2 separate regions of the Sus scrofa genome follow, and region 2 is linked to region 1. A link is a contact called in public Hi-C data. All regions are on one chromosome and are shown on one strand. The core of a region is the stretch at or near the end of the contact, and the rest is flanking DNA. Distances in the headings are between cores, read along the strand shown. Region 1 holds the start of LGALS8 (galectin 8). Region 2 holds the start of B3GALNT2 (UDP-GalNAc:beta-1,3-N-acetylgalactosaminyltransferase 2).

What was found. A called contact is a pair of places that touch in the nucleus more often than the background predicts.
Region 2: a Hi-C map of liver shows a contact between it and region 1, with 5 times the contacts expected there. The contact joins the promoter of B3GALNT2 here to the promoter of LGALS8 in region 1. A contact is called at or near these places in 1 of 47 Hi-C or Micro-C datasets (liver) and 1 of 2 datasets of contacts at active chromatin or transcription factors (alveolar macrophages).

What each region holds. Positions count from the first base shown.
Region 1 is chr14:54,886,023-54,892,108 of Sscrofa11.1, reverse strand. LGALS8 (galectin 8) reads left to right here and starts at 3,038. Exons shown (of 9, transcript NM_001142827.1): 1 at 3,038-3,082. The coding sequence starts at 3,038.
Region 2 is chr14:55,746,974-55,753,059 of Sscrofa11.1, reverse strand. B3GALNT2 (UDP-GalNAc:beta-1,3-N-acetylgalactosaminyltransferase 2) reads right to left here and starts at 3,651. Exons shown (of 12, transcript XM_021074398.1): 1 at 3,310-3,651. The coding sequence starts at 3,421.

The DNA of each region.
Region 1 (6,086 bases), core at 1,789-4,288:
GACAAACAAGGAAGCAAACCTCGAACACCTGGCCCTGACCCCTTCGATCGGGGCAGGACAGAGGCGGTGGCCCTGGCCACGTAGACCCTCCTCGGCCACTGCCGGGTCCGCACCCGTCCTGAGCGCCTTCCCTCCGAGACTTGCGGACACGCCGGAGGGGAGCAGAAGGTCTCCTCCTCTTCCCCATCCCCGGCCCCCGAGCCCCAAAGGTGCGGCAGAGACGGCCAGCTCCGCCCGGGAATCTGAAGCACACACTGCGTCCCCTCCAGACTACTCGTCCCACAGCAAGCCGGTCGCGGCCTGACTCCCCAGAGGCCGTGTAGAAGCCGGCCGGGCGGAGGCGGGCAGCAGGAAGCCCCAGCGCCCAGCAGATCCGCGAGCACGCCCCCGACGCGGAGGCAGGGCCGTCGTGGACGGCCGCACGCGAACCGGGAAAAGGCGGCTTGACCCTTCTGCTTCCCGTAGCTGTGCGCGCGCCCGGCGGGAACGCGGACGACAGGCGGTGACGGACGAACAGCCTCCTGCGCCGAGCGCCCGCGACGCCTACTACGCCAGCCCCGGGGTGAGTCGGGGGAGTGGGCTGCTGCGCGCGACTGCGGGGGATTACTTGGGCTGCGCTGTCCCCATTCGGAGTTGGACGGGTGGGACCGGCTCCGCGCAGCCCCGTCTCTGGTTCTCACCGCGGCAGCGGCGGGCTGGGTGCGGGAAGTCGCCCCGCGCGACGCCCGGGGGTGAGCGGTGGTTGGGGTTTGCGGCCCTTCCTGCGGGACCCCTGGGCGTCCGACAGCCCTGGGGCCACCTTCTCATCTGCGACCTCCCGGCCGGGGCCGGGTCACCTCCCCGCGCGCGTATCCTTCCTGGGACTTTATATGATCGGGGTCCTTTAGACTTAGTGTCAGACCTCCGTGGCCCTTGGCGGACTCTGGTCACGCTCTTTGGAGATGCCGAGTCATTGGACGTTAGGAGACGCAAGTCTTCCGAATTGTTTTGATCACCCGTGCAGCATCGGGATGGCTTCTGGTTGATTACCGCAGTCCTGTGCCTGTGTTTATTTCAAGGAATGATCGGTTTTACCTGAGCCTATGGTTTAAATTGGGTCGCTCCCTGTTCACGACGTAAATTAGGCTTGTGGCCATGGCATCTCTGTATCCTTTTCTTTTGCTCTTGTTGATGTTTCCTGAGTTTGGCGGAGCACAAACAACAGTTTGGAGGTTTTGACCAACGTGTAAGTTAATAGGTGGGAGTTACATATATAAACCAAGAGGGGTGCAGCGTTTGCTTCTTTCTCTTCCTCTTTGCCTCCCTCCCTCCCTTTTTCCTTCCTCTTCCCCTCCCTCCCTACCTTCTTCCTTTCTTAGCTTTAATGAAGTTTATTTAACAAATAGAAAATGTATATTTTTAGGGCATAGCTCTTGATGTTTTGACTACACCCATTTATTTTTCTTACAGATCTTAGACCAGGCCAAGTACTCTGATTAGGGGGTCACAAGCTGAAATTCAGGTGTTATCCGGTTTGGGCTGTATTTTCTGGGGAAGAATCCACTTCCAGGATACTTGAGTTTGTCTCCAGAGTTCATTTCGTTACAGTTTCCTAGTCTGCCCACCTACACGCCATCTCAGATGCCAGCAGTAGTGTGTTAAATTCTTTTCGTGCTTCAAATCTCTGATTTCCTCTTCTATCACACTTCTCTGGCTTCTTTCTTTATTAAGGGCTTGTGTAATTACATTGGGTCCACCGGATAATCCAGGACAATCCCTATCGACATCAGCTGGTTGGTATCCTTTAATTACACCTGCAAAATCTCTCTTGCTGTGTAACATGGCTTAACCGGTTACTCAGCTTATGTTACATCCAGTGTTGGAGATTCAGTTTTTTCTTAACAGAGGCAAAGTAATAGATTTGGTCAGTGTGTATTGAACTTTGATGACAGAATTGGTGGAAGGAAAATGTTGGAAGCTTTAGTTTCGTTTCTCTCTTAGTTCTGCTTAGTCATCGAGTCTTCCGTGGTTTAAATGTAGTACTGATGGATACTTTTTTTTTGCTACAGGGAAAACTATCTCATTAATATTTGAGGCATCGAATTTTTTTTCTTTTGACTTGTTTAATTTGGAGGAGGTAAAGCAACCCCTTCTACTAAATAACAGTAGATAAAACTTAGCATGTACTGTTCCAATGTTTTATTAAGTAATGTAAACCCTCAGAACAAACCTATGAGGTGAATGCTATTATTATTCTTATTTTACAGGTAAGAAAAGTTAAATGAACCTCTCTGATAGTTGTATAGGAGTATTTGCTATTATTTTGTTTTAGGTTTTTTGTTTTTTGTTTGTTTTGGTCTGTACCTGTGGCATGCAGAAGTTCTTGGACCAGGGATTAAACTCATGTCACAGCAGTGACCGCCAGGTCCTTAACCCACTGCACCACCAGGGAACTTCTAGTATTCTTAATAAGTTTTTGTTTGTTTGTTTGTTTGTTTCTTTTTTAGGGCTGTACCTGCAGTATATGGAAGTTCCCAGGCTAAGAGTTGAACCAGAGTTGTAGCTGCCAGCCTATGCCACAGCTGCATATGCGACCTACGCTGTGATCTTAACCCACTCATCGAGGCAGGGATAGAACCCACATCCTTTTGGGTACTAGTCATGTTCTTAACCCGCTGAGCCACAGTGGGAACTCTCAACAATAAGTATTTTTAATAAAATTTTCAAGTTAGAAATTTTCTACTGATGTACTTTTAAAATCAGTATTTCCTGGAATTATAATGCAAAATTATTTAGTAAAATACATGGGATAAGAATTTCAGTCAGATCTTTGATTGTAATACCATCTGGTTATTTGGTAAATATTAGTAAAATAATTTATATATTTTAAAAAGTTGTGAAGAAAAATAATGCACACTTATTTTTCTTTCCCTCTTATTTTGATTTTACACAGGGCAAGTGCCTCAGTTTCAATCTGGAAATTCTTTAAATGAAACCTGTTTAAAATCTTAGGCCATACCCAGAAGAGAGACCCCGGTCAACAAAAAGGTGGAAAAGAATGACGTTGTCCTTAAATAATCTGCAAAATGTCATCTACAACCCGGTAACTGATTTCTATAAACTTTTTGCCTGTGCCAGGGTTGAGAACAAATCCATTTGGATAGTAATTATCCATTGCTGGGGTGGGGAGGGCAAGAGTAAAATTCAGTAAATGTTAAGTGGTGTATCTGCCATGTGATAGGGACTCTGGTGGGCCCTGTCCAACAGATACAGCCCTTGGAGCCCCTGGATGCTCAAGTCAGATTGCCCCAGAACACGCCTTTCTGCATCTGGGGAGTCAGCCAACTGCGCATCAGATAGTGCGTGTTTACTGGAAGAAAAAAAAAAAAAATCCAAGCGTGAGTGGATTCAGACCCGCACAGTTCAAACCTGTGTTGTTCGAGGGTCATATGTTATGAATGGAGAGCATGGGCATACAGATGGAGGGAACTTGGCTGTGGTGGTGGTGGGAAGGTTCAGAACATCCCAAGACATAATTTTCAAAGGAAAATGGATTTCTTACTCTACAAGTTTTAATTTTTCTTTTAAAATTAGACCTGTTTGTGAGAAGTTAACATCTCAGCTTTTCTCCCTGCCCCTCAAATACCTCGTGGTACCTGAGCAGAGAATGTCAAAAACTAGTGAGGTGGAGAATGAAAAAAATTAGCAGTCTTGTTCCAGGCACCCTGAATGTAATTGCTGGAAATTTCAGTGTATTTCCTGGGAAGTAACAAACTTGTTTTAGTTTCATGTAGTGTGAGAATCTTTAGAGATGTTTCATTTCCATGTGTCTGAAGCTGAACTTAAGTCTGAGATGGAGTTGCTTTTTTTTGGTAACCCTCTAGGAGATTCTTGGTAAGAATCCTTCAAGTAAGGCCTTCAACCAGTCCTATTAGTGTAAGTAAGTGGGTTCAGGTTTCTGTTGTTTGCTTTGTAGCTGCAGCCCTTTTTTTTCCCTAGGGGTTAATGCCATTGTGTAAGAATGAGGTACAACCGCCATATAAAGCAATGTCTGTTTTAGAAAAAATAGCCTTTAGTCATAGTAGGTTTAAAAAGGAAAACTTGCTGGATTTGAAGTCAGCAGGACATTTAAAATGATGTTGTGCATCCAAGGTTAAAAACTTCATATTGTAGACTGACTTTCTCCAAAGTTGTTTTTTTTTTTGTTTTTTTGTTTTGTTTTGTTTTTGTCTTTTTAGGGCTGCACTCTGAGCACATGGAAGTTCCCAGACTAGGAGTTGAATTGGAGCTGCAGCTGCCGGCCTACACCACAGCCACAGCCACACCAGATCCAAGCCATGTCTGTGACCTACACCACAGCTCATGGCAACGCCGGATGCTTAACCCACTGAGTGAGGCCGTGGATGGAACCTATATCCTCATGGATACTAGTTGGGTTCATTACCACTGAGCCACAGTGGGAATTCCTCCAAAGCTGTTTTGTTTTTGTTTTTGTTTTTCTCTTTCTCCTTTTCCTAAATGCTGCCTGTCAAGGGTTACTGAAGTGTAATCTTGGCTCAAGCCAGGAGGAATGGATGGTCAGGTTATACTTTCAGTTCTGGTCTTCATCACAGAGATGCCTTATTTGAATGTTATTAGAAAATAATTTTATAGATTAAATACCTGCATATCCCTGTATAATGATGAACTGGTAATTTCCGGGGTTAGCACCTTCAGCTACAGACTTGAAACAAAAATAAGCCAGCGCTTCATTTCCCGAGAAAGGGGAACTGAGGGGTAGTGCTGCTTTAGACCAGCAGCTGCACTTAGGGCTCCCAGTGGCCTCTGCTGCACTGGGGACAGGTCATGATACCACATTTCCAGAGTAAATTTTTTTTTTTGCATTGTGGCTATTTTCTTAGTGATCAGTTCTAACAACAAGGAAGTGTTGAGTTTCTACTATAGTTTTACTAAGCCTTATGAAGACAGAACTGCTACCTTTTTATTTTAATTTCTTAATGTTTGTGAAGTTTTGGTCCACATTGGTGGTAGACAGATTCTGTCCATATGAATTCTTGAAAAATATAGAGTGTATAACTGGCCTGTGTAATTTTTTTCATTTTTAGTATATTTCATTGACTAGTTCAGCTGATAGAATTCCAAGACTTAAAAAAGTCAGGTTCACTTCTCTTTCCATTTAAAGTTAGTCAGTAATTTTCATCATACCAGAAATACTTTCAGTGAAACCTCTTGTTTGGCAACTCAGTATCTACTTACAGTTTTTTGTTTTTGCTTTTTAGGGCCTCACCTGCAGCATATGGAAGCTCCCAGACCAGGGGTCAAATTGAAGCTGCAGCTGCTGGCCTACACCACAGCCACAGTCACTTGGGATCTGAGCTGTATCTGTAACCTATGCTGCAGCTTGTGGCCACTTGGGTTCCTCAACCGAGGAGCTCAGGGAGGGAACCCACATCCTCATGAATACCAGTCAGGTTCCTAACCTGCTGAGCAGCAGCAGGAACTCCTTCTACTTAAATATTTTATTATTGTTGTTTATAGAGTTCTTAAGATATGGTTAGGTGTTAGCTAGTTGAAAAGTTACTTAGAAATTAAACAGATTGGTTGTCACTCCAAGTTAATAAACCACTTAACATTAATCCCACCTGGTGCTGAAAAGCTCATCATTCCAGTTTCCTTAGGCATCTTACCTCCACATTTATCCTTTCTCCTTAGTGTCCTAAGTACTTCCCTTTCTACCTTGCAGTTTAATCTTAAAACACAAAATAATAAAAAGCTTTCTTTTTTAGCCTCTGAGGTTCTTTCCTGCCTTTGTTCCCTTGCTCTTCCTTTGTTGATCTCCTTCCTGAGAGACTTGATTTCTGCTGTCCTGATTTCCTCACCATGGCTTTGCCCTCTGATCTTTTACTCTCTTAATTTCTTTTATTTTTTATTTTTTCCAGTTTCTTTTCTCTTTTGCTTTTCTAGGGACGCCCTTGTGGCACATGGAGGTTCCCAGGCTAGGGGACAAATCGGAGCTACAGCTTCCAGCCTACACCACAGCCACAGCAATGAAGGATCGGAGCCGTGTCTGCAACCTATACCACAGCTCACGGCAACGCCAGATCCTT
Region 2 (6,086 bases), core at 2,402-4,901, 860 kb before region 1:
ACAGTCATCAAAATAATATGGTACTGGCACAAAAACAGATACAGAGATCAACGGAACAGGACAGAGAGCCCAAAAATAGACCCATGTACATATACGGTCGATTAATCCATGACGAAGGAGATAAGAAATACACAATGTGGAAAAGATGGTCTTTTAATAAGTGGTACTGGGGAAACTAGACAGCTATATGTAAAACAATGAAATCAGAACATTCTCTAACACCACATACAAAAATAAACTCAAAATGGAGTAAAGAACTAAATTTAAGACTGGATATTATAAAACTTGACAAAAAAGTAGGTAGAACACACTTTGAAATAAACCACAGCAATATTTTTTTGGATCCATCTCCTAAAGTAAAGGAAAAAGTAAAGGGGCCTTAATTAAACTTAGTAGCTTTTGCACAGCTAAAAAAAACAAACCAAAAAAAACCCATCAACAAGACAAAAAGACAGCATACCAAAAGGGAGAAAATATTTGCAAATGACATGACCAATAAGTGATTAATATCCAACATATATAAGCATCTCATACAACTCGACATCCAAAAACCCCAAAGAACTCAATTAATACATGGGCAGAAGAAATGAATAGACATTTTTTCCAAAGAGGAAATGCAGATGGACAACTGGCACAGGAAAAGATGCTCAACATTATTAATTACGAGGGAAATGCAAATCAAAACCACAATGGGGTATTACTTCACACCTGTCAAGATGACTATCATCAAAAAGAACACAAAAAACAAATGCTGGTGAGGATGTGGAGAAAAAGGAACCCTTGCACACTGTAGGAATATTACTTGGTGCAGCCACTGTAGAAAACAGTATCGAGGTTCCTCAGAAAACAAAAAGAACTACTACATGATCCAGCAATTCTACTCCTGGGAATTTATCTGAAAAACACAAAAACATGAATTTGAAAAGATATTTGCACCCCAATGTTGACAGCACCATTATTTACAATTATCAATATATGGAAACAATGAAATTGTCAACCAAAAGATGAATGGATAAAGAAGTGGTATATACATATAATGGAGGAGTGCCTGTTGTGACACAGCGGAAACAAATCTGACTAGGAACCATGAGGTTGCGGGTTCAATCCCTAGCCTTCCTCAGCGGGTTAAGGATCCAGCATTGCCATGAGCTGTGGTGCAGGTCGAAGAGGCAGCTTGGATCTGCCGTTGCTGTGGCTGTGGTGTAGGCCGGTAGCTAGAGCTCCGATTTGATCCCTAGCCTGGGAACTTCCACATGCTGCAGGTGTAGCCCTAAAAAAAAAAAAAAAAAGCAAAGCAAAACAAAACAAACAAACAAAAAATATATATAATGGAGTATCACTCAGCCTTAAGAAAGAACAAAATTTTGCCATTTGCAGCGACATTGATGGACTTGGAGGACATTATGCTAAGGGAAATAAATTAGACAAATATTGCATGATATCACTTATAAGTGGAATCTAAAAGTTACAACAGACTACTGAACATAACAAATAAGAAGCAGACCCACACATAAAGAGAACAAATTAGTGCTTACCAGTGGGGGGGGGGGCGTATAGGGGTAGGGAATGGGAGGTACTAACTACTGCGTATAAGATGGGCTCAAGGATGTATTTATTGCACAACACAGGGAACATAGCAATATTTTGTAATAACTGTTAATGGAAAGTAACCTTTCAAATTGTCTAAAACATAAAAATTAAATTAAAAAAAATTAAATTAAAAAACATAAAAACTTAAGGAGTTCCTGCCATGGCAGCTGATAGGTGGCAGCTGCAGCTCGGATTCAATCCCTGGGCCAAGGAACTTCCATGTGCCGTGGGTGTGACCATTATAAAAAATAAAAAATCTTAAGAAATTGCCAGGCAGGCCTACTAAGTTTTAAGCTTCAATGTAGGGTTTTGGCTTGTTTATGGACCCTAAAAGATATTTAGGTCATAAATATCCTAAGAATACTCTACAATTAAACTCCAGTGGAGCTCACTCATCATACATAACTGAAAGAAACTAAAGGCGAATCCAACAGATGCTACAGAACATTTTATGGATATGGCACTCTTTCCTCAGCTCCATTTACAAAACCCTATAAACAAAACAAAAAAAATCCTCATCTGTTAACAGGTTAAATGCCCTGTAACACCGCACTTTCATTAAATCATTTAAATAGGGTCTCGATTCTATTCAGGTCACACGAAGAGCCTTTTTTAAAGAGCTCGTGGCTTCTCTAACACAAAGGGATTTTAAGAGATTGTTACCAGAATAAAGAACTCTAATTATAACAATGAGATTGCTTTGAGGACTGCCCGAATTAGTTTCCATACTTCCTAGGCACAGAGCCATCTCAGAATTCAGATATTCAATTCTAATCCTTGAAAATATTGGATAAGAAAACTTTCTAGGGGAGAAGTGGTAAGAACAAATTCCCAAGGTAGTTAAAAAACAAAACGACTATTTCCCCATCTTTAAAACAGCCGTCTAGGCTTTATTATACCTCCTAGGGCAAGCCCTTAAAAAGACAGAAAAGGGCAACCTTCAATGTTCAGAGCGGTGGAATTAGTTAAAAGAAAATCCACTGGGCTGTGGGGCAGAGCATTCTATTTATCAGGCTGGGAAGTGAATATGAACAAAGAGTTCTTTCCCATGAGAAACTAACTTTTGGAGCAAATGGATACAATCGTAGAGGAACTTGCTATTTTCGTGTATAATTCATTAGAAGGCTTTGCAAACCAAACTCTCAGGAATAACTCCATCCGCAGCCATGCCCTATTTCATGGCTAGATTTGTTTAACCGACTTACAACCACAGTTTTCAAAGAATACAAAGCAGAGTACGTTCTTAAAGCAAAGTTGTTCCTTAAAAGCAAACCCCAGCCACCTCTTTAAAAAGGCACAAAAACGTGATCCACGGACCCTAAGACCTCAAAGTCCTGATCCAATAAGACCAACAGCTGCGGGAGGAGCAGAGCCACCTGGGAGCCCGGCCCCGGGCGTTAACAGCTGCCCCTCGGGTTGAAGGACACATGGGGCTCAGCTCCCCGGGCAGGCGGGAAAGGCCTGGGGACAGCCGAAGGACTTGCAGTCGTCCGCACCGGTTTTGTGGTCATCAAGAAAAGCCGGGAGGTGAGAAACGGCGGAGACACGAAGAGAGAAAAGCGCCCTCCAGTTTGCCCGATGTTAACGCCGGGGAGATGAAAAGGGCCATTTGTTTCATCTGGGGACCGCCGGGTCGGCCCGTCCCCCAACCCAGACTCTCGGCCAGGCTCCGTGGAAGAAGCCGGCCGCTCGCCCGCCCGCCCGGCCCCAGGACCTCACCTGCGGGGCCGGCCCCCGAGGCGCGGGCGGGCGGCGGGGAGCGCAGCCGCAGCCAGAGGTGCAGCGCGGCCCCGAGCACACACGGGCACAGCAGCACCAGCCAGTTTCGCATTGGCCGCCCCCGCCGGCTCCACCTCGCGCCCCCACCGCGCGCCGGGCTCTCCCGCGTCCCGGCGGACAGGGAGGGGCCCTGAAAGTAAGGAGGCCGGGGGCAGTGGCCGACTCCCGCGCGACTACTCCGGGAACGCCCGCCCTCGTGCCCGCCGCCGTCTAGGTCTCTCTCGGCTTAGGCTCCTCCGACCGCTGGCGGCTGCGCCTCCGCCGGCCAGAGCCCCGCCCCCTTTCCTGGGCCTTCCCCGGCCCCGCCCACCTTTTCTCTCACTCGCCCCGCCCTCTTCTAGCTTGTCCCCTCCCACTTCCCCTAGCCGGCCGGGAGCTGAAGTCCCGCTCTGAGCTTAAGGAGGAAGTGCCCCCGTGATCCGATGGCTGGGAAACCACATTTCCCACAACCCCACGCACTCGCTTCCGTCACTCGGCGATCGCGTAAGCAAAGCGCGAGGCCTCACACAGAGCATGCGCAGCCCTGCTCCATGTTTACTGCCCCCCGGTGGCGGAGGAGAGGTAGTGCCGGACAACCCAGCGCTCAGGGGCCGCCCCAACCCCGGGAGAGAAATAATAGCTGGGGTGAAGGGCGCCGGTTGCCTAAGATTTAAAGGAGATCTTGAGACAAGACAGTTTTAAATCACGCAGAGCTTCCTTAGGCCGAATGCTAGCCTCGTGTAAGAGATGGGATCTTGCTGGCATCTACTGGGCGCGGAGATCGGGGCGGGGCAGCCCAAATGCCCGTGTCTTCAGCGGTGAATCATCAAGTATTAGTTCTGGTGCTTCGGTACCCGGCTCTAAGAACTCAGGATGAGTAAGACCAAGCCCAAGGGATCAAGCTGTGCAGTACGACAGCGATGGCCGAATGGAAGGTACATTACACGTGCTCAGATTTCAAACTGGCGCTGGAAAGTTGCGAGAAGAACCGGGTGCACTCACACCTGCTATTGGACGTGAGCCGCTAGAAAATGCGGGCTCCGAGGCACCTGTGGGAAGGACCTGCTGCGACCCTCCGGGATACAGTCCTGCCCTGGGCCCCGAGGGCGTCACCCGTTCCGGCCTGCCTGCGGCCAAACGCAAAAGTGTCCTAGTTGAGGAGCCTGAAGATCAGGGTACCGATGTTCAGAAGATGGTGCAGAGGATGAACATGAGGATGAACTATATTGTTGGAAAAACCCTTGGTTGAAAGCCCCAGGAAATCCACTTCAAACAGGCTTAAGGAAAAAAGGGTAATTTATTCAAGTCACTGAACAGTCCAGGAGATGTCTTAGGCACTGTCAGTACCATAGTCTCACTGAGGGGCAATTTAATTTCCTCTATTAAAATTATTTTTGGAGTTCCCTTCAGTGCCTCAGGGAAAGGAATCTGACTAGTATCCATGAGGACGCAGGTTGGATCCTTAGCCTTACTCAGTGGGTTAAGGATCCTGCCTTGCCATGAGCTATGCTGTAGGTGCCAGACTCGGCTTGGAGCTGACGTTGCTGTGGCTATGGCCTAGGCTGGCAGCTACAGCTCCAATTCACCCCTAGGTGGGGAACCTCCATATGCTGCTGCTGCGGCCCTAATAAATAAATAAATAAAATTATTTTTTATTGTTTTGTAATATGGTCTGCACTGTAATTTTAAAATGTTTTAATTGCTGTACAAAAGCTATAAGCGTAAGGATTTTATACTATTTGTACTATTTAAATAAAATAATAAACAATTTAATATGGTGTCAGAAGTAAATTTTTCCCTTTAAAGGAATTTGTATGTTCATTAGTTATCTATTGCTACCCAACAAATTACTCCAAAACTCTTAAAACAACAAGAATCACTTATTGTGCCTCACAATTTCTGAGTCAGGAATTGGGGAGCTACATTCAGGTTCAGGATCTCCCATATAGTTGGAGGCAGATGTCCACTGGGGCTGTGGTCATCAGAAGGCAGGACTAGGCGTCCTCAGTGCCTCACTTCCCCGGCTGGCAAGTTGGGGTTCTCTTTCCGCCTCTCTGAGTTGGTCTCTAAGTGGGTCTCTCCAACAAGCTGCATTAGAGTCCCCACACCATGGTGGCTTGCTTCCCCAGGAACTGGAGACCCAAGAGACTGCTGAGCATAGTGCAAGACCTTTGAGGATGAATCCTTGGAAGACACGCTGTCACTTCAGAGGTGTTCTATTGGTCACACAGACCAGCCCTGATTGACTGTGGTAGGGGCCACACCAGGGCATGAGCCCAGGAGGCAAGGATGGTTGTGGGGTCAATTTGGAAGCTGGCTGCCAGAGTATATCATGCAAATCTGAGAAACACTACTATGTCTAAACAGCTTGGGGGAGTCTTTAGAGCTCCTACACATTCTCCATGGCCCCTGAATACCCTGAAGACAAGAAAAACAAGTTATCATTTTTGTGAGAAATGTGGGATTAGTAGGTTGTTATCATTGTGGCTCCTGGGCAAATGTCACCAAGATCTGTGTGCCCCTTTCTCAGAATATTGTTTACATATTGCAACAGGAAGGAGAATACCTAATGTCTACACATTTCTTGTGAGACATTCTTCTTTGTTTAGAAACTGCTCACCTGCTTTCTGTGTGTCAAAGAAACTCTCAAGAAATTAATAATTGGTTGTCATGAAGGATGTCCTTTGTTTGTTTTGTTTAGTTGGTTTTTATTGTTTTGCTTTATAAGGGCTGCACCT